Regions from separate parts of the Columba livia genome. Here region 2 is linked to region 1. The links are chromatin contacts, called in public Hi-C maps. All regions are on one chromosome and are shown on one strand. Each heading gives the region's core, a stretch centred on a gene start, on an enhancer-like site or on the middle of the called end of the contact. The rest is flanking DNA. Distances are from core to core; before and after follow the strand shown. Region 1 holds the start of LOC102095140 (platelet factor 4). Region 2 overlaps SEPTIN11 (septin 11).

Region 1 (5,505 bases), core at 1,179-3,678:
TGTGTTCGAAGACCCAAGTTTTCACAGGTTATTGTTTGCAGTTTTCTTCCAAGCGCCCTGTGCATCTCCAGTGGGGACCAGCACACTGAGGAAAGGAAAGGGCTGGTTTCTAATAAATCTGGGGGCAGGGGAGGGCAGGAACTGGTCTCCCCTGAGATCTATAGGCTGTATTTAGTAGGGGAGAAAGATGAACTCTTTATTGAAATGGACAGAAGCACTTTTCCCTCAGACACCAGGCATGTCAGGCTGTCACTGATGTTTCATCAATTAGGAAGCTGGTGCAGTTCAATATTTTTCTGTGTCGAAAAAGGGTGTTTTCCCTTCCTGAGGTTTCCTGAGGTCGGTTTCCTTGGTGCATACCCCTGAAACGTTGGTCTGCTCCGGTCAAACAGCTCTGCCCTTGTTTTCTCATTGCCCATGGCCAGCAGGGACGTGGAGCTGCAGGTCTGGGATGGGAAACCTTTGTCCTGCAGGAGATGCTCGAGGCAGGAGATGCTCTGCCAGAGGAGCCGGGGAAGGTGGGCTGTGAAAGGGACGGGAGATGCACAAATGGCTTCAGGAACCTTCTGGATCCAACCCAAGGCTGTGCCCTGGACAGATGGACTGTTTAGGACCTTATCAGTTTCCCGGGTGCATTTCATAGCGATAACTGAGATGGAAGCTGAGGAAAGATCAAAGCAGATCTGGTGGTTTCTATGGGTTTGTGCTGCTTGGTTTCACTTTCCAGTGAGTCCCAAAGCCTTTCTTCTCTCCCTGTGCACTGCCCTTCACCTGCCCCCGCTTTCCACCCGGCATGTAGCCGACCTCCAGGCCCCCAGCGCGGCTCGTGAGCTTGGCCAGCGCTTTCCTTTCATTCCTCCCAAACCTGAGAGGACGTTGGATTATTTCAGCTGTGAGACAGCCCCTTTCAGTATCGATTCTCTTTGCTGTTGAGATTTACATCCTTGCAGAAGTTGGGCTTCTCCTTCTCCGGGTGGCTCATCACCGTCACAGGGCTTTGGAGCCCCAAGTGCTGATTCAGGGCTGCTGGGTCCGAACAAAAGGGTTGAGAAGGGGCTTTCCAGGGGGTGGGAGGGCTCCTCACCTCCCCACGAGACATTCATATTGCAGTGATATGGTTCCTTCTTGGTGGAGAGCTGGATTTCCCCTCCGTGCCATGTGCACTGCTACACGCTGCTAGAGACCAGTCGCTCTTGGCATGGCTTTTTAATATAACTACTCCTATGGTGGCTTGTGGGTGAAATGTGGGGAAAATGTATTTGCTGAGGGAGAAGAGATGGGGAGACACGTGGCAGAAAGAGGATAAGATGTTGAAACATTAAGTGGATGTTAATGAAAAAACGGCTCTGGGTGTAAGCTCAAGTCTGGTGGTCAAGTTTGGGTCTGTTCCTGGTATGTTGGGGTACAAAGGGCCTTGTGTTGTGCTGCACTGGGGTTGGGACCCCAGCCAGAACATCATCCCCCAGTAGCTGGGTGCGATGTGGTGTGGGAAAGCCTGTGTGCCACTGCCACCCTTGTCAGCATGGTCAATGGGGCTGGCACACGGTGACTGAGATGTCACAGGCACGGGACGTTCCCACTCGTGAGGGTTCTGGGCATGTCCTTCTCCGTCGAACGCGTCACTTAATTAATAGCAGCTCTTTAGAGCGGATCTTGGTGTGGGCAGCTGTGCATCGCAAGGTCTAACGCCCTGGTGGCATCTCTGCACCTCTTCACTTCGTCGGGTGGTCCGTTCAGCTGGTCACCCCGCTTTGTTGGCCCCGTCCTCCAGGCAGCTCATCCCAGAGGTGACCACACCAGGTCACGGTCCCTGTGTGCAAACCCCACCTAGACAAGCGGGTCCTGTGGCAATGGGGATTTCCAAACCCTTCCACTCACTTCTGTCACCCTGGGGTTACTTATTTAGGCTGGACCTCATCAGAGAGACCTTGCTTTGAGCGGGGATCAGACCTGGTACGTGACTGGTGAATTTTCAAGTAGGGTGGACAAACTTAACATCACTTGGTCAGGCTGGAAATGTCAAGCTACTGCGGGCACAATATTTGTAAATACCACTGTGAACAGGTGGAAAACAGCGGAGACAAATGTCGTGTGCACTGTGGCAATCAAACGCAGATAGGCTGGGAAGGGGTGACATTTTTTGGGACATGAGTCCCCGTGTGAAGCAGAGATGAGCCACTAGACGTTGGGGAGGCTGTGTTTCTGTGGTTGGGGAAGCTTGTGTCAAGCTACAAAGCAAGAGATGCTACTTTTCTAAAGCTGCGCTACCATATTCTGACTTAACCAAGACAAAATAGGACAAGCCCATGTTTAGCTCTGCCAGAAATAATAGTCATGGGTTTTTCTGCAAGCCAAATAGCGTGGAGGCAGCTTAATTATATACTCAACTAAAATGGAAACCGCTAATATTTGGGGAAGAAAAACCCCAAAATACCACTTTAAACAAACATGCCAGTCTCTGGCTGCCTTGATTGATATGTCAGACTCTGAGGAGGAGGAGAGGGCACCTTGCTGTAAAGCTCCTTGGGAGTCTGGTGGTCATGTTTGCCTAACTAAGTTATCCAAATTGTGAGTCATTCGGCTCAGGCAACTAGAACGTGCCTTCAGGAGACTGCCCCCTCGGCACGGAGGGGAGATGTGCTTGCACATTGGTATCTTTGTTGTATTTCTGGACTTTGTGGCATTTTTGGCACCTTTTTTCTCCTTGGGTACAAGCATTCAAGCTCATGCGACTCCTTCCATACCTCAGCACTCCTGTGGGTCCAATGCCCTTTTCCAGTCACCCAGCTTGCGGTGCAATTGCTGAACCCTGAGCTGCCGCCCCACACTCCATGCCTGGCCTCTCGCCGGCTCCGCCGTGCTGCGGGACGAGCGAGGGATGCAATCCCGCCGCTCAGATTTACCACCTTCTCTTTCACACCATTGCCTAAGTCTCATTAAGCGCTGGAGCATTCTGACTGGCGTCACAACGTCCTCTTTCTGTTGTGGGGATGCAATGAGAGCATCAAGGCCATGTTGATGGGCACATCTTGCTTATAACACCCCGTCTTGCAATTTATTGCCTCGTTCCCTGTCGCAGCCTGACTTCGTTTTAACTCATGGTGGACTTGCTCCTGTGCCGGGGCAGGTTTAGCCCTCGCCATCGCATGAATTTCCTATGCAAATGGCTAACGGTGATGCTCGCCCAGCGGCACCTGCAGCGTCTAGACCGGTTCCTTCGCTTGCACCCACATGCAAATTTGTGGAGAAGGAGCTGAGACCCACAGCCGAGTTGCCGACACCGCCGCTTTCTGGTAAAGCCCTTGGGTTTCGTTCCTGCGTTAGCGTATTCCTTTTGTTTTCGCTTTGCCATCGAAACTTTGAGGAATAACGCTGCTTCTCTGCTTCACATTAGGTAAATTCCAGGTTAACGCTTATTTGAAGAAAATTGAGAGCTCCAGGCAAAGAAGCGTCGGGTGCCGGGGTATTTCTCCGGCGTGCTTTTCTAGCAGCGAGTGCAAATGAGCGCAGCAGCCCGGGGATTTTTATCCTGCCCTTGCTTGGGGCCATTTGCATGTCCGGGGTGGACGGGGTGTCCCAGAAACTGTCCCCGCTCCGGGCGATGTGCTCTGACCTGCTGCTGAACATGTACGACGCTTTCCCCTCGGCAGAAAGCGCCCGCTCGCTGCAGGACTATTGAATTTGTATTTCTTACAGGTTTCCCTTCATTTCTCTTACCCTGATTGAGCTTTTCATCTTGCTCCAAGCCTTTCTCCTTCTTCCTTACCCTTTCTCTTACATACCTCCCTCTTACCATCTGTATCCCCAGTTTTAGCCCTCAAGCAGACCACAGACTTAAGCCTTGCTTTTAAAGATGCCCATAGCAGGTTTTTCACATGGTGCAGGTATGCAGAGCACAGGTGTGATCACACCGCTCTGCCCCCAACAAAAATGAGCAAAACAGTGACATCTTGTCCTCATGCCACGCCACCAGCAAGTCCCTGAGCCTTGTCTCAAAGACAGTGAGTGATGGTGAGCTTGATAGGTGGTTTGAATGACCTAATTTTGGACCGGTTTAGTTAGACTTTGGCTATTTCTGGTGCTCTCATGTTGAAATGTCACTTGTATACCTGGTGCCTGCCGCAGCAAGCGCTGTCTGGTTTGCACCTGAGTCCAAATAAGGCTCCACGAAGCTGTGTCTGAGATGACAACCACCAGCTCATGGTCTTGGAGACCCACATGTCCCAGTCGTTTGTTCCCTTCCCCTTGGCTGTACCCTTGTGTCGGTGTCACTTTATGCAAGTTTGGGCTAGTGTTTGCTTTGGTTTGTTGTGCTTTAGGCACCCAATCAAACCAGATTTCAAACTGAAATAGGCACCGGTTGAAGAGGCATCTTTGAGACATGCAAGGGCTGCAGGAGCTGTGGACAGGGTTGATGGATGGCCTTGCACTTGTTCGTTTCTTGGGGTATCCAGCTTACTGTGGTTCTTGAAAACCCATCAGAAGGTGCTTCCGTCACCCCTGGGAGCCAAGGGGGTGCAAATTCATGTGGGCGGCCACCTCAGCGGCTCATGCCGTGGTGGCCAAGCGCATGGGAGAAGCTGGGTTTTATCTCCCAAAACCATGATGTGAAAGCCTGTGGATGATGGTGATGTGAATGGTCTGAGTCTTCTGCAATGTCTGTAGTATTTATTTTTGAGGGGGCGCATTGAGAAGCGTGTGAAAAGGTGTTAGCTGAAGCCCTTAAGATTTCCACTGGGCGCAGTGCAGCAGGGTAAGTAGGGTTTACCGTGTCACTTGGAGAAGCTCAAGTCCAAAACAGGAGGCCTGGAGGAAAGGAAGGCCAGCTGTATAAATGAAATATTCTCATTAAAACGCAACAGGGAGAAGGGACATCAGGAGAAACAAGGGCTAAAGAAGGCTTTTTTCATATGTCTGTAAATGAACACAAGCTTTTGGGAACATGTTTGAGAGCTGTTGGAGGCACAAGGGGATGGAGGACATGGAAGGAGCTCTGGCCTAGAAATCGGGTGCCATATGAAATGGCTGAGACGCGCTTTTGTATGATACGAGGGAAGCCAACGCAGTACTGGGGTCCTGGGCGCCTCTGCCTGCGTTTTCACGCAGAGCTGCACTGGCGGGCGCTGGGACAGGTGTGGCTGCAGCTCTCCCTCAGGTTTCCGCAGGAGGCACCTTCATCCTTGGTGCTGAACCGCGAACCGCAGCGCGGTGACAGTTCGCTGCACTTGGGGTTTCTTTGAGGGGTAATTTTCTTTTTTTATTTTTATTTTCTTTTGGTAAAAACCAGTTTGGATCTCTCCTGCCAGGAGCGCAGGGTGAGCGTGGGGAGAGGAAAGCTGTGCTCAAAGTTGGCTTTCTTGTGAAATAAACCAAGCAGTTTGGGCATGGCTGAGAGGCTCCGTGTTCAGCATCGCTTTGCTTGCCACAGGCGCCTCCAACATTCAGGCTGGACATGAGGAAGGAATTGTTGCCCTGAGGGTGGTGAGAGCCTGGCCCGGGTACCCA
Region 2 (5,457 bases), core at 1,256-3,755, 92 kb before region 1:
CTAGGGCTGTCACGGTGGGGTTTGGTTTGTTTTTAGTTGGTGCTCAGGATGTTGGCATAACTGTGATTTGCCAGGGAAAAGATAACCAGGTTGGCTTCTTGTAGGGACCTCTCTGAGAGTTACTGTACAGCTGTTGTGGAGAAGGGGAGGGTATGCAGCAGCCGTGGAGGAGGCAGACTCAGCTGCCCCACGGGTTCAACAGGAACTGCTCTGCTCGCACCCACCGCCGTGTTTCACTCTCTCTTCCAGGGGTCTGCCCAAAAGGTCTCGAGGCAACCCTGGCAATATGTGATTCTGGCACCTCAAAACCAGTGTCTGGTGTTGGCAGTTTGCTATAGAAAAATGGTTTAGTAGTCACAGGCATGGAGAAACAGTCTGGTGGTGTGTCTGGGGTTGAGGATGTTTTAGCTCCTGAGCCCCACAGTGGAGAGCTGGATGGGAGTAAAGGAGAACATGTTTGGGAGGTAGACCCAGAAAGATCCTGTGTCCTCACAGAGTTCCAACAGGACTAGGCACAGCCTTCTTCACTGAGACTGGTGTTGGAACCCTGTTAAACGCCTTTCTCCTTGCTATTACAGAGCGATGACCTTAGGAACCTGTCCCTTTCTGGCCATGTGGGCTTCGACAGCCTCCCCGATCAGCTGGTCAACAAGTCAACGTCACAGGGCTTCTGCTTCAACATCCTCTGCGTGGGTAAGTGCTCCCGAGCCGCGGGGCCATCAGCGTGTGCCGGGGCTGCACGTGTCCACAAATCAGCAGCTTCTCCCACCTGCAAAGGGTCAGATCTGAGCGGCTCAGGACGGTAGTTGCAGGGAAATGATGATTTCTTCTGTGAGCTGCTCCAGGGTAAAACCTGGTGTCCTTCTCCTTTTTTCCATGCCATCCTCTCAGTCAACACATGGACATTTCTAGGTGTTAAAAATCTACCCTTCTGATGATGCTGCAGTTCTGCTTTCGTCAAGGGCTGCCCATAAGGAAACAGAGCTGACTTGGGAACTGAATGTATTTTTAAAAGAATGTTGAGTTAAATCTGTCTTTCTCCGAGTCGAGCGCAGAGGCTGTTTCTCAAAAAGCTGCGTTCCTTCCCTTCCAGGCTTTGCCTGCCTGTCTTGTTACATTCTTAGTTTCTCCAGCTGGAAACGGTGCCATTTTTAGTCTCCAAATGATGTACTTGGGAACAAAGCCTGTCACCTGTTGTCTGCTGTGTTTAATATGGGTGCTGCAAGTTGGTTTTATGGCCTGAGTTATTGTGTCCCAAATTTTTCAGAGGTGAAATATGGAGACAGAACTCCTACTCAGCTATAGAGAAATATGTCCTGTCTTGGCACTTGGAGGCTACCAGCAATTGGAAATCCATTGCTCGGCCCCAGGGAGCTGTGTGCCAAGCCAGCTCTGAGCTATTGGTGGACCTCTCCAACATGCCCCCAGAATGTGGTTCTGGAAATGGACAAAAACAGTGGGTTTTGCTGTTAGTTTGGCAGAGCAGTCTGTAAACAGCATCTTTCCATCCATAGCTCATTTAAGCCCTTAAGAAGGGAGTATTGTCCCTTCTAATTAGTTACATTAGTTAGCTGGAAAACCCACAAGCCTCTGGCTGTGCCTTTCTGAGAATTTGTCTGCAGTGCAGGGTGAGCCATCTGAGAAGAAATCCGGTGAGCGAACCAGACTCCTCTCCATAGCTTTGTGTGCCAAAGGAGGAGATGAGGAGAAGGGTTCTGCACACCGCAGCTACCCGCCGCTCCATGACTCTAGCAGCAGGAGATGGTGTCAAATTCAGCAGGGAGTGCCCGATTGGCAGGCAGCTCTTTGATCAAAGTGGCATGTGTCAGGTGCCTTTTTCTCTTACAGTAAATATTCATTTCTTAACATGACTTGATATGTCTCCATTAACATAGCAATTTGGTCCAACTCTTTTCTCTTGTAAAATGTGCTGATCAACCATTTTCAGCCCCAGATTAAAATTTCACACCAGTTGGTGCAGTTGTCTAAGGAACAGGAATCTTTCCCTTGATGAAAACACAACTTTGTAAGTTCTGTTTAGAGAACTTATTTTTGAGCTTTGACACTGCTAAGTTGGCTTTTAATTGGGCGTGCATGGGTGAAACGCTGCAAAGCCCGTCCAGCACAGCGTGCGCGGCATTCGCCGCAGAAGCTCACTCAGATACGGAGCTGCAGAGATTAATAGTCTGTGCCATCAGTTTAGGACTGATCTTCCTCATGTGGGTTCTGCTCTGTGTGGGCTTAGATTTTGAACTATCATGTCCTGTATACTTTCTATCGTCTTCCTCTTGCATTTGTGTGTTCTTTTTTAAAAGCTTACTTGATGTCCTGCAGCTTCCCAGGGTAGGAATGCTGCCACAAGCATATCTGCTCGATTATTTTACTGGGCTTGTAGGTAGTCGCTGACCTTCCAGAGCCGAGCATCAGTGATCAAAGCCAGAAAAATGAACTGTCGAGTCTCACAGAGCAACAGGCAGTCGCTGAGCACTGGGATTTGTTTCTGCAGACACAATATGGCTCTCTGAGGGTCTTCTAAGTGGGGGGTTTGTGTTTTGGGAGACTTTGCTGCTGGGAGAGCTGTGTACAGCCCAGAGAGATGCCTGAGGGCAGCCCCGGATGCAGGCTCCCTTCTCCCACCTGATTTATTTTGCATTCCGTTTCAATTATTCCCTTCTGTGTGGGGTGTGGGAGGGGCAGGTCTGGGACCCCTCACCGGGCGGAGCCGCGAGGCCGGCGCTGCACGCTGCGGTGCAGGATGTCTGTCCTGGATCCGCTTCTCTGTGTCGGAGTGGCCCGAGGACGGGGCCTCAGCTCGCCTCCTGCTCCCAGCACGGGAACCACAGCGACTCGAGTGTCCCTGCAAAGCAAGCTCTGCTGACTTAAAAATGGGATTTAGGCTAATGCTTTCATCCACGTTACTAATTGCACTGGGGATTAGTCAACCTGTAATAGTTTTAAAAGCTGGCATTTAAGCGGTGTGCTGGTTTAGATTTTTAGAATGCTTTTTATGTATTTCTCTGTCTCGAATTTTCATTGCCCAAGTTTCCTTATGTGTTTTTTGTTTCTCTTGAAAAAGAAACAGAGGTGGAAAAATCCAAGCATAAAACCTGGAGAGAATCAGTTAGCTCCTTGGGAATCAAACTCGGAGTTGAGAGAATTAACAGTTTGCTTCTATAAAGAAAGTCATATCTGAACTAGGACTTGACCTACGCTATTAAAAAGAGAATTAAGTATTTTTTTGTGTAAGAACAGCTGCTTGCTGTCCTGAATGCATGTGGCCATCAAACAGGAGGGAGCCTGTACCACGGGTCAGGTTGTGCCAATGTAGTAAGCACAGGCTGCAGCTGAAGGCTGCTGGAAGCGAGTGCTTCCATGGGAAAGGAATGGTTGTGTCTCTTGCCCTGCCAGTGTAACAAGTCCAGTCTCTGGGTGCTACCAGCAGCAGGCGTTGCCCGTTGGTCACAGGAGTCCTTTCTGTCCCTGGGTAGGGAGCTCACTTGGCAAATGTCCAAGTAACTGTTCTTAAAACTGTCATCTTTTTTTTTTTCTTCCTTCCTCCAGCTTAGTCACTTCACTTCAGGGATCTCATAAGACTCAGCACATCCTCTCCTATTCCTCCTTTTCCCATGGGATATGTTAACAGTATTATTACTGGAGAAGACTTTGTGCCTCTTTGTGTGTGCAAAATTATTCCCTTTCCTTCCCCAAAGTAATGAAAGGTCCCTGAGCTCGGTGGTGCTGTGATCTCTGATGTCCTTTGCTCTGTCCTTGCCTGCGCATATGCTACGTCTTTCATGAAAGCCCAGCACACAAAGACCTCTGTGTCGTTCCCAGCAGAGCAGCCAGGCTCTTTGCTTGCAGGCGATGGCTTTTAGCTCTGAAGGCGCTTGGTTTATCATGATGTCTGTCCGGGTAGCAGCTTTCCCCCAGCAGGGGCTCGCTGTGGATCCACATCCCTGGCCTCTGGTGCTTTGATGGGGTGTGTCTGCAGAGACCCACAAAGGAAACTATTGCTCCTGTCACCTCCCAAAGTCTGCCAAGTAAAGATTGGTCAAGAAGGGGATTCTCTCAAAAGGCCTCTGTTCCTGCAGGCATTGTTTTGCTGCATTGTGTATGAGTACCCTAATTGCACTGCTGCTCAAGTGGAATAACTCCTTAGCCTGACAAACGTGCCTGAGAATGAGATGAGGAAAAAGGATCAGGCCCTACTAACATTGCTTTTGTCTGCGCAGGGGAAACTGGCATCGGCAAGTCAACGTTGATGGACACTCTGTTCAATACCAAGTTTGAAAGTGAGCCTGCGACGCACAACGAGCCTGGCGTGCGATTGAAAGCCAGGAGTTATGAGCTCCAGGAGAGTAACGTCCGTCTGAAGCTGACAATTGTCGACACGGTTGGATTTGGCGATCAAATTAACAAAGATGACAGGTAAGCCTATTTCTGCCCGGAGAAGGAGTCATTGTCAGAAGGGCTCGATCCTGTGCGGGGAGCGGGGTAGGTCCCCCGTGGCTTCTGGGGTGTTTCCTGATCCAGGTGTGGCAGCTAAAATCTCTCACCCCGCAAGAGAGGTAGAAGTGACGAACCAAAGATCAAACAGATCAGCTAGGACACAACTGAAATTGCATTTCTGCCCTCCGTGTCTCTGTACAGCCTAGTGAAAGTCTCTGCTTGAATTGAAGCATGTATGTGCAAGCATGAGTTCGAATTGCAATGCCATTGTCAGCTTTCAGCGAGCTGCAATTCGGATTATAATTCCTGTTCACACCATCCTGCGCTGTTCAAGTCCACATGGGTTTTACTTTAACCTCATACCTACACCCTGATTTTAATGTAGTGCATGTGAAGTAAATATTCTGGGCAGCCTATGCAATCCCTTGTGTCCATCCATATGGACATTTGCTGTAGTGTTAAAACCAGTCATTCTGTGATAGTGGCTAATAACATAATTAAAGCGTTTCCTACATTTTAGAGCTATACATTCCCTCACTGCAGTAATCCCAGCTCCCTCTGCAGGGTTGTTGACAACTCTCGGTACCTTGCCCAGAGAGGACTCGATGGCTGGCAGCATGTGTGCTGACCAGAAGCTATTGGGCCACTAGATACACAGACAGTGAAAGCTCTTTGAAAACGCAAGCTTAAAATCCAGGTTTCCACCAAGATCAGCTTTAGTGTGGAGATGGAGCAGGTTCTGCTTCCTGTTCCATGGGGAAAACTTGCAGATCTTGAAAAAAATATTCTACAGTGCTTTATTTCCACAAAGCTTCTTTGCTGCTTGACCTGACACCAAAATGCAACTGTTGCCCCCACTTTGCTGCTCCCAACTAATGGTACAGAGCCAAAAATGAGAGGGACATGTGCTACATGTCAGACGCTGCCATATGCTCCTGGGTGAGAACAAAAGCTGCTCAGAGGAGGAGCGGGTGTGCGGAGCGGGGATGCTGTGCAGCTTGTTGTGCC

The links. Hi-C and Micro-C count contacts between places; a contact is called where the count stands out from the background.
Region 2: a Hi-C map of crop shows a contact between it and region 1, with 2.6 times the contacts expected there. The contact joins the enhancer-like site here to the promoter of LOC102095140 in region 1. A contact is called at or near these places in 2 of 2 Hi-C or Micro-C datasets (crop and liver).

The regions. Positions count from the first base shown.
Region 1 is chr4:78,040,362-78,045,866 of bColLiv1.pat.W.v2, reverse strand. LOC102095140 (platelet factor 4) reads left to right here and starts at 2,428. Exons shown (of 4, transcript XM_065062940.1): 1 at 2,428-3,293. The coding sequence starts at 3,158.
Region 2 is chr4:78,132,864-78,138,320 of bColLiv1.pat.W.v2, reverse strand. It overlaps SEPTIN11 (septin 11), which reads left to right. Exons shown (of 11, transcript XM_065062909.1): 3 at 579-693; 4 at 4,233-4,428. The coding sequence starts at 4,262. Among named protein-coding and RNA genes, the nearest start is that of SOWAHB, 33 kb to the left of the region's middle. Within about 2 kb of position 2,505, at least 1 of the 3 cell types and tissues checked has an H3K27ac peak away from gene starts, as active enhancers do.